Regions from separate parts of the Hordeum vulgare genome. Here all the other regions are linked to region 3. The links are chromatin contacts, called in public Hi-C maps. All regions are on one chromosome and are shown on one strand. The core of a region is the stretch at or near the end of the contact, and the rest is flanking DNA. Distances in the headings are between cores, read along the strand shown.

Evidence for each region. A called contact is a pair of places that touch in the nucleus more often than the background predicts.
Region 1: a Hi-C map of seedling shows a contact between it and region 3, with 4 times the contacts expected there. The contact joins the promoter of LOC123452617 here to the promoter of LOC123395915 in region 3. A contact is called at or near these places in 2 of 6 Hi-C or Micro-C datasets (leaf and seedling) and 1 of 1 datasets of contacts at active chromatin or transcription factors (embryo).
Region 2: a Hi-C map of leaf shows a contact between it and region 3, with 7 times the contacts expected there. The contact joins the promoter of LOC123399739 here to the promoter of LOC123395915 in region 3. A contact is called at or near these places in 5 of 6 Hi-C or Micro-C datasets (leaf and an unstated tissue) and 1 of 1 datasets of contacts at active chromatin or transcription factors (embryo).

What each region holds. Positions count from the first base shown.
Region 1 is chr5H:110,349,614-110,352,472 of MorexV3_pseudomolecules_assembly, forward strand. It overlaps LOC123452617 (cellulose synthase-like protein D4), which reads left to right and starts at 1,302. Exons shown (of 3, transcript XM_045129308.1): 1 at 1,302-2,567; 2 at 2,657-2,859. The coding sequence starts at 1,570.
Region 2 is chr5H:108,967,886-108,971,122 of MorexV3_pseudomolecules_assembly, forward strand. It overlaps LOC123399739 (calmodulin-binding protein 60 A-like), which reads right to left and starts at 1,266. Exons shown (of 10, transcript XM_045094125.1): 1 at 898-1,266; 2 at 651-750. The coding sequence starts at 995.
Region 3 is chr5H:109,570,079-109,573,142 of MorexV3_pseudomolecules_assembly, forward strand. It overlaps LOC123395915 (protein DEHYDRATION-INDUCED 19 homolog 4-like), which reads right to left and starts at 1,637. Exons shown (of 5, transcript XM_045090940.1): 1 at 1,366-1,637; 2 at 1,105-1,265. The coding sequence starts at 1,414. It overlaps TRNAT-AGU (a tRNA gene), which reads left to right and starts at 2,043; the gene lies at 2,043-2,116.

The sequences.
Region 1 (2,859 bases), core at 52-2,551, 780 kb after region 3:
AATAAACAAGGTGACATCACATGAAATCATATGCATTGAGCTCTCATATCAATGACAAGGTGGACCCACATAGAGAAGGTTCCAAATAAGGAAAGGTACACTCTTGGGGCATTACAATACAGGAGACCAGATTTACGTAAGTTGGATTATGAATGGTCCAACACACGTTGATTGTCAACTATGTCCAACATGCACATGTACATCCGGAGATGCAATGATGATACTACATTGAAAACGAGAATGAAATGCACCAATGGAGCCCATCACATCTGTGAGACTAGTCATAGTGGAGAATAACTTACTAGTAACATACACGCTATTTTGGACTATGTTATTACTCCCTCCTTTTTGGTTTATAGGTCTTAAATCGGAAATTTCATTAATCAAGATGAATTGTGAGTGAATGACACTAGTTTTAACTAACCAATAAAATATTTTTTACATATTCCATTCTGAAAGCAATAAATGTAGCACCCCCTTTCATTAGACTTGCATGGTGCATGTAAAAAAAGATGCACACATAACCACTAATTTTCTTTCTCTTATCACTATGAATTAAATATGATGTGAGACCCCAAGCATTTTAAGTCATTTAGATTTAAAATGAGCCTAATATAATGAAAATCTGAAATTTCTGATATGAGCTCTACAAATCGGAAATGAGGGATATCTCCATAGTGGATAATAACATACGTGTAGTGCCATACAAAGCTTCATTTATTCATTTAATCTTAATATGTGTTATATTATTCATAAAATGAGTAATACTCAATTTATCTCGTTCCTCGTTAACCAACTGTCTCGTAGACAAATTTTGTAAGTTGGATCTGATGTTATTCTTGAAGTTACTTTCACTATGGTCGTCGGTCTCAGGTAAAAGTAAAAAAGCTAAGCTTTTCCGCAAAAAGAAAAAACTAAACTGGACAAGACAAAGGAAAAAACCCCAATCTTTACTGTCGGTCAAACAAAAGAAATGGGAACCCAATCACGAGTTCAACCCCAAGAATCCGGTGCCAGGTCCTTCTCCTATGGCCCACCCGTCAGCCTCCCCGGCCCCACGTGGTTCTCACTCCCGGCCAAACGGCTCCCTCTCCTTTCCGTCCCCTCCTCATGCTCTCGCCCCGCTCAGCCGAATCAAACCTCAGCCGTCCGATCCGACATCTCACGGCTGGCTTCCACCGACCGTTGCCCCACTCGAAGCGCTCGCACGTCAGAGCCGACTCATACCCGACCGTTGGGCTCGCCGTTTTCGAAACCGGAGACGGAACCGAGGGGAATAAATAACGCCCCGCCGGCGACCACCTCTGCCATCGCTCAGATCCTCCTCCCGCCCCCCGAGGCCCCCAATCAATTGCTCAATCCTTCCTCTCCACCGCCCCACCTTCGCAGATCTCGCTATAATTCCGACCGGCTGCCTTCTTTTCCTCCCTTTCTTTGAGCGCGAGGAATCGGTTTGAGCTGCTGAGCCCCCAGTGCTTGCTGCTGCTTCGTGTGCTGAGCTTCTTGCTTCTTTTGATCGTTTGGAGCTTTGAGCTGATTTGGAGGAGGCGGAGGTGATTCGGTGGAGGGATGTCGCGGCGGCTGTCGTTGCCGGCGGGATCGCCGGTGACGGTGACCGTGTCGCCGACGCGAGGGAAGGCTGGTGGCGGCGGGAGCCCCGGGGATGGGGTCGTGAGGAGGGGGTCCGGGCTCACCAGCCCCGTGCCCAGGCACTCCATCGGCTCCTCCACTGCGACGCTGCAGGTCTCGCCGGTGCGCCGGAGCGGGGGCAGCCGGTACGCGTCGAGGGATGGCGCCGATGCGAGCGCCGAGTTCGTGCAATACACCGTGCACATCCCGCCGACGCCGGACAGGACGACGGCGTCCGCGTCGACGGACGCGCCCGCGGCTGAGGAGGAGGGGGAGGTGCTGCCGCAGAGGAGCTACGTCTCAGGCACCATCTTCACCGGCGGCCTCAACTGCGCCACGCGCGCGCACGTGCTCAGCAACTCCGCCGACGGCGCTCGGCCGACCGCCTCCGCGAACATGTCCTGCAAAATGCGCGGCTGCGACATGCCGGCATTCCTCAACACCGGCCGCGGCGGCCACCCGCCCTGTGACTGCGGCTTCATGATCTGCGAGGAGTGCTACATGGACTGCGTTGCCGCCGCCGGCAACTGCCCAGGCTGCAAGGAGGCCTACTCCGCGGGCAGCGACACCGACGACTCTGTCGACGAGGACGACGACGACGCCATCTCCTCGTCGGAGGAGAGGGACCAGATGCCCATGACATCCATATCCAAGCGCTTCTCCATGGTGCACTCCATCAAGATGCCCATGCCCAGCAGCAACGGCAATGGCGGCGGCAAGCCGGCCGACTTCGACCATGCCCGGTGGCTCTTCGAGACCAAGGGCACCTATGGGTACGGCAACGCCCTATGGCCCAAGAATGACCACGGCGGCGGCAGCACTGCTGGGGCCACCACCGGATTCGTCGGCATCGAGGAGCCGCCCAACTTCGGTGCCCGCTGCCGCCGGCCCCTGACGAGGAAGACCAGCGTCTCTCAGGCCATCCTCAGCCCATACAGGTACCAATTCCTCCTGTAAAAACAAGTGATTTTTGCTCCCTCGCCATACAGGCTCCTTGACTTGTCGCTTCTTCCTCTGCTCCGCGCAGGATGCTGATCGCGATCCGGCTGGTGGCGCTGGGGTTCTTCCTGGCGTGGCGCATCCGGCACCCGAACCCGGACGCCATGTGGCTGTGGGCGCTGTCGGTGACGTGCGAGGTGTGGTTCGCCTTCTCATGGCTGCTCGACAGCCTCCCCAAGCTTTGCCCCGTCAACCGCTCCTGCGACCTCGACGTCCTCGCCGACCGCTTCG
Region 2 (3,237 bases), core at 16-2,515, 600 kb before region 3:
TTGAAGCAACAAAACGTCTTATATGTAGGAACAAAGGGATACAAAAGAACAGGGTCATGAAAGACTGCTATCTTCATAGTATTATGCATCACCAACACCAATAGCACCCTCTGTTAATGAAACATATAATCCCTCCGTTCCTAAATATAAGCCATTTTAAAGATTCCACTATGGACTACATATGAAGCAAAATGAATGAATCTACACTCTAAAGTATGTCTATATACATCTGTATGTAGTCCATAGTGGAATCTCTAAAAAGACTCACGATTTCTGAGGTAACTATCCTACTAGGATCCAGCAACTGGACTCTGGTTACCGGTTTCGGTTTAGATCAAATTTGGATGACCACTGGAATTAGCTAAGGTTTTCAATCTGGCCGAAGATCCAGCGTTTTCGTTTGGATCACACTGAAACCACCGCAATTTCCGGAGAATATCTCTTTCCAGAATGTCAATGATTTGAAATGGCCAACCTACTAAATGGTGCCTAGTGTTCCGTCACATCAGATTGCATTGCGGAAAAATAGGTTGCGTTCAATAGACTAGTTAGTTACGAAACGATCGATCAATATATATCACTATTCTAAATGGATGGCATCCAGGATTCCTGCCGAAGCAGTAGCTCCATGGAGTGAGGTGATTGGTTACCCGGCTGATGGCAGACTCAATCGCGGACTGAACCGCAGCCTCCACCCTTCGCACGCTGTTGGTGACCAGCTCCTCCAGATGCCTGCATCCCCTGATCTCCCTGCAGAGTAATCAATCAATCAATCAGCCCAACGCATCAAACGGTCAGTAAATCCCCCCAATAAGCCTTCATCTCTTACGAGTGGAGACAAGAACGGATCAAGAAAGGGACGGAACGCGAGGGAAAGAAGACGGGAGGGAGACTCACAGGTCGAAGGAGCGGCACCTCTTCTTCATCGCCGGCGAACGCGCCGGCGACGGCGAGGCCCCTCCGCCGCCACACTCCAGCGGCCGCTTCGCCGGCATGGGCGGGCGCTAGCTGACTAGCTGCTCAGTGCGGCGGGATGCAGGTCAAGCCAGGTAGTCTCGCTCGCTCGCTCGCTTGCTTGTTTGATTGCTGCTCTAGACTCTCTAGACTCTAGTCAATGCAATGTGTGTGCTTCTGGTGCGCTTGGGAGTATCGGCGCTTAGCGTTGGCGGTAGGTGTATATATGGCCCCGTTTTGAGACGGGAGGGAAAAGTTGCGCACTTTTCCTCTTCTCCCGTTCCTGGGCGGGGCGACGCGGCCGGGGAGAAGATTCCAAGGAGAGATGTGCGCACAAGTGTCAAGTTGGGTACTGTGGGAGTGCCCAACTGCCCTTTTCTCATCGATTTCCCCGTGACCATGGATTAATCCGCTTGGGGCGGTAAAACGGACGCCCCTGTCCTGTCCGATTTTACCCGTCCATCGATCAATGCATCCAACGCGCGACGGTATCACAACTTGTCAGCGTTGGAAATCATAAATTTAAAATAAAATAATCAAGTCTGCGTTAGAAATCATAAATTTGAAATAAAAAAATCAAGTCCGCGTCGGAAATCATAAATTTAAAATAAAAAAATTGGCTGCACATTTTAAAAAACACCATAAAGCATAATTAAACATTAACATAGACTTAAAACATAATTAAATAGTTCAACCTCCCGGACGAACGTTTAAACATAACTTAAACTTAAAAAACTTAAGAAAAGATGATGGTCGTCGCCGTGGTCGTCTTGGATCTCGCCGTCCTCATCGTCGTCCATAGTGAGGTGTACGTACGCTAGTGGATGTCGGAAGTGAACCGATGACGTCTTCGGTGGCTGCATGGGACTAGTCCAGTGACCGTGGCGGCATGGGCGCCCATGGCTCGACACCCACCCAGTTCGTCATATGTGTCGTTGTGGACAACCACCAGCCGGGGGTTCCAAACGGTGATGTGGGGCTTTTCGACGACCTACTCCTTGACGGCCATTTGGAGCTCCTGGATGATGACGTTGCCGGCCGCGGAGAGGGCCGACATGGTTTCGAGGCCCACCTACTGGTGTTCCTTGTGGGTGTTCATGGAATCCTTCATGACCCACCTCATGAGCTCGACCTCCTCCTCTTTGGTCATGGGAGGTTGTGGGATCATTAGAAGGGATGTCTAGAAGGCCGTGAGGGGGGGGTGAATAAACTATCGGGACTCCGATCATAAGCCATAGGAATCCAACATGTAACACATCACATCTCTTTGCGGTTTCACGCATGGTTATCCCCACGGTTGCAGCCTTACCTTAGCCGGGACCGTTTGCGCCTTTTGACTCGCGTATGCAATTGTGTCGCTAGCATTCCAATGTCAAAGAACCCGGTCGACATGTCTAGTCATAAACTTAAGTGGCAGTTCCGTACAGGGACAGGCATACATGACCCAGCAAAGCAGGTGTCGATCAGCAACGAGTGTAGGCGAGTCGTAGCAAGCTACAAGGACTCCATTACACCACGTGACATTTCCCCAAAGGGATAGACACATCAGCTAAGAAGGACACATGCCGGTCAACCAATGTGTCCGGAGCAGTAGCGAACTACCGTGGCTCGGTGGAAACACAAAGGGGAATTTCCTCGTAAGGAGTGCTACTAAGGCATACGACTAGGTGTTCGAACCCCATACATATCAAGTACAACACATGTACGCATGGCATACCGATATGCATAGATACATCGATGGCATCACAACATAACCATAAACATACAAACTTTATTTAGAAGGCTCGGAAGAACCTCACAATAATATTACACAGATAGGGTCTCACGACCCATCATCACAAGTCATTCAAACAAGTCTTACAAGCCAGCGGAAGATTTAAACTGTCTGAGTACAGACATATGGAAAGGTAAATGCACATGGCCTGACTATCTACAGACCCAACCTAGGGCCAGATCGTAGCTGGGACACCAGCTACTCGTCGTCGTCAACGTCTAGATAGAACCCTCCATTAGGGTCATTAACAACCTCTGCAACAATTTATTAAGCAAACATGAGTACAAAAGTACTCAGCAAGACTTTAGGATGATCTATCTACTCATGCAATGTATCAACAAGGAGTTGTGGGGTTTCATGCAGAAAGCCAGCATTTGACTTTTGGCTAGACAAACTTGCATTTTCAAATAGCTTTGACAACTTTGTTTTCTCGCACACGAGTCCACTAACACCACAACAATACTCCATCGTGAATCATTCCGTCTCCCTACGGAAATGCCATCCACGAC
Region 3 (3,064 bases), core at 387-2,886:
GTATACTATATGATTGCATCAACTCAGCCACATGAATGCCATCAACTTTATGTATCTACTATCTACTGAAAAATAATGCATGAACTTAATTAATTGCATGGATCTAATCTTCACACATGAAAAACATCTCAATAAATAATATTTCTGTTATGATGGATGCACGTCATTACTCCTGCAATTTCCACATTGCTGGATCTTTCAACCAATTCCTATACACCAACTAATTTCTCTAAACATAGAAAAGATTTAATAAACTGGATCTTCTAATGCATTCTTATCAAGTAAGAATGAATTGATGATGCCACTATGAAACAAATGGAGACATCGCATGAAAGCATTCAAACTTCCTTGCAGAAGTAGAAAAATGAAGCCCAAAAAGGTAAGAGGGTGTTTGATTGGGCTTTTACTTGCTTTTTCACTTTGGCTTATAAGCCAAAAAAAAAAAGCACCAATTAAGGTGCTTTTAGTTTTGCCTTTGGTTTATGGCCAAAAGCAGCTAAATAGGTGTATTTTTGGCTTATAAGCCAAACAGAAAAGGCCATGTAAAAGACCGACCAAACAACCCCTAAGTCAAGCCTTCAGCTAGCTTATAACTTATCGCGCAAGCAACTTAAACACCCAAAAATACTATATTTACCGTTAAAAATTAATATTTGCAAGCAAACCTTAGAGTGATAATTGAAAGCAGCTCAAACATGCACTGTATGCAGCAGAAGCACTCTAAATTCTTAGCTCAAATATCTAATGTAAGATTAAGCACTATCAGATGCAATCATGAGGAAAAGAACCCTATGCAGCAGGAAAATACCAACCCTGTACACAGCAATATCTTAGCTCAAAAACTGAAGGCATCTAAAACATGCATACTATGTGAGTATGCGCAACTCATACGGCCCAAATTCCCACCTTTCAAATTAAAAGTAATACTATCAAAATGATAAGTAAAATCACCACACACATACAAGCATTTCCCCGGGACTACAGGAACAACAATGTCAGCATGCTACACAAGAGATTAACAACAAACCCTAATTTTTGCGCTAGATGCGCCTGAAAGGCACTAGGTATTAGTACATGTTTCCACGAAGGTTGAGATGAAATTACCCCGGCCTTGGTCTGCGCCCGGTGCTCGTCGTCGATGTGCAAGCACAGGCCGACGCCGTCGAACTCCTCCCCGCAGAAGGGGCACTCCAGCTCATCCTCCTCCGCGCCCCTCTCCTCGTCGTCGTCGGTCTCCTCCGCCTCCTCGAGCCGCATGAGCGCATCTGCCAGAGCACAAAACCCCATCAAAAACCTCCTGGGGAAACCCTCGAAATCACGCGATTTGGAGCCAAGATCGGATCTTTGGGGCGGCGAAGCACGAACCGCGGAGCCTGCTCTCGGTCTGGAGGCGTTCGAAGGTGTCCATGTCCATGGCGCCGCCGGCTGGGGAGGGGGGGAGGGCCCTTTGGCTTCCTGGCCTGGCCGGGGTCAGGCCGGGCAGCGCCGGGAGGGGCCGGCGATCAGCGAGGTTTAGAGCTAGGGTTTTTGCGGCGGGGGGAGGGGAGAGACACACCGACACGGCCGGGTGTGGGGGTGGGGGAGGAGAGAGAGTGTGGGTGGCTAGCTATTGGGTGAACGGGGGAGAAGCTTTTGCTTAGGGAGGAAGGAGGGGCAGGCCATCTTGCAGAAAGCCCCTTCCGGTATGGTGGGAATTTCGGTGCGCGGTAATGGGCTGACGCGGCCTCAAGCCCAGCGTGGATCCAGCCTGCCAATTCTTGTCCGCGTACGCCTAATGGCACGTTTTCATCACTATAAAAAGTAAACCTAATGGCACGCTCACATGGCGTACATCTTGGTTCTTTTTTCGCATATAGGTCCAGGAATAATGCACGTATACCAAACTTTGTTTTAGAGATGGCTCTGAAAACGGAAGCTGTTTACCCTTGTGTAACATGAATCAAATACGAGTATGTCTTTTCTCAAATAACAAGGCTTTATTCGTTTGTGTTATAACCATAGTGGAATGTCATTATAAGTTATCTTAAAAACTGACACAAAAAGCTCTTGTAGCTCAGTTGGTTAGAGCACCCGTTTAGTAAGCGGGAGGTCTTGAGTTCAACTCTCAATGAGAGCAGTTATAGTTTTGTTGCATTTCGCTTCACATTTAATAGAGGGGTGGTTAGCAAGGTAGCTCTTTTTAATTGCTTGCATGGATATACATACATGGGCGATGGTTTTGACCTATTAAATGTCCATTACTACCCTTTTTTGAAATTAAAGAAAGTTCAACACAATCATGAGCTTTGCTCTTTTGAGAATTTTTTGCTCTTTTTTCTGAATGATTCCCATTACAACCCTCTAGTCGACAAGGAACTTTTGGCATATACTATGATTGTCACGGCATTTTTTCCCATCCCGATTGCCTCCCTCCACCATGAACATTAGTGCTTGGCTTCGTGATGCGACATTATTTTGATAGGTGTCCGTTCATCACCACCACCATCAACAAAACACCCAAAAGTTTGCAAAAATTAAACCAAGCTCGTCCACGTTCCCCACCATGGTGCCCCTGAGCCACCTTCTGTCGTTGCGTGTCAGAAGCTTCTCTGCAACATGGCTTCACCTCGGGCACCTCGGTAGTCTCATTCCACGCACACGTTATCGCGTCATTTGTTCCCATCCTGATCACCTCGTGATGGTGACCAGGGGGTACTCACCACATCGTCTTCTCGCCATGTCGTCCGGGCCGAGGACACCCTCCCTTTGGTCACCACCGATAGGATATCTTCGGGAAGCCCATGACGCGTAGAAGGAATATTCCACAAGGCTTGACATATAGTTCAAGAATTAGAGGTCATCGACAATAAGGTTACTGTAAGTGCATCTACTGCCCCTTAGTGATTTTGGTGGATTGAAGACTTATAGGTTAAGATACTAATAAGTTTGTAAGTGTACACATGCTCTATAAGTCGCTGAGGAGTTTAAGTTATTCGATGAATATCGACCCCTAAAAATGTATGTCTTCGAGTGAAGACTTTGGTCAATCCTTGAAGACTTTGATCGCGGAGAAATTGCGAAGAAA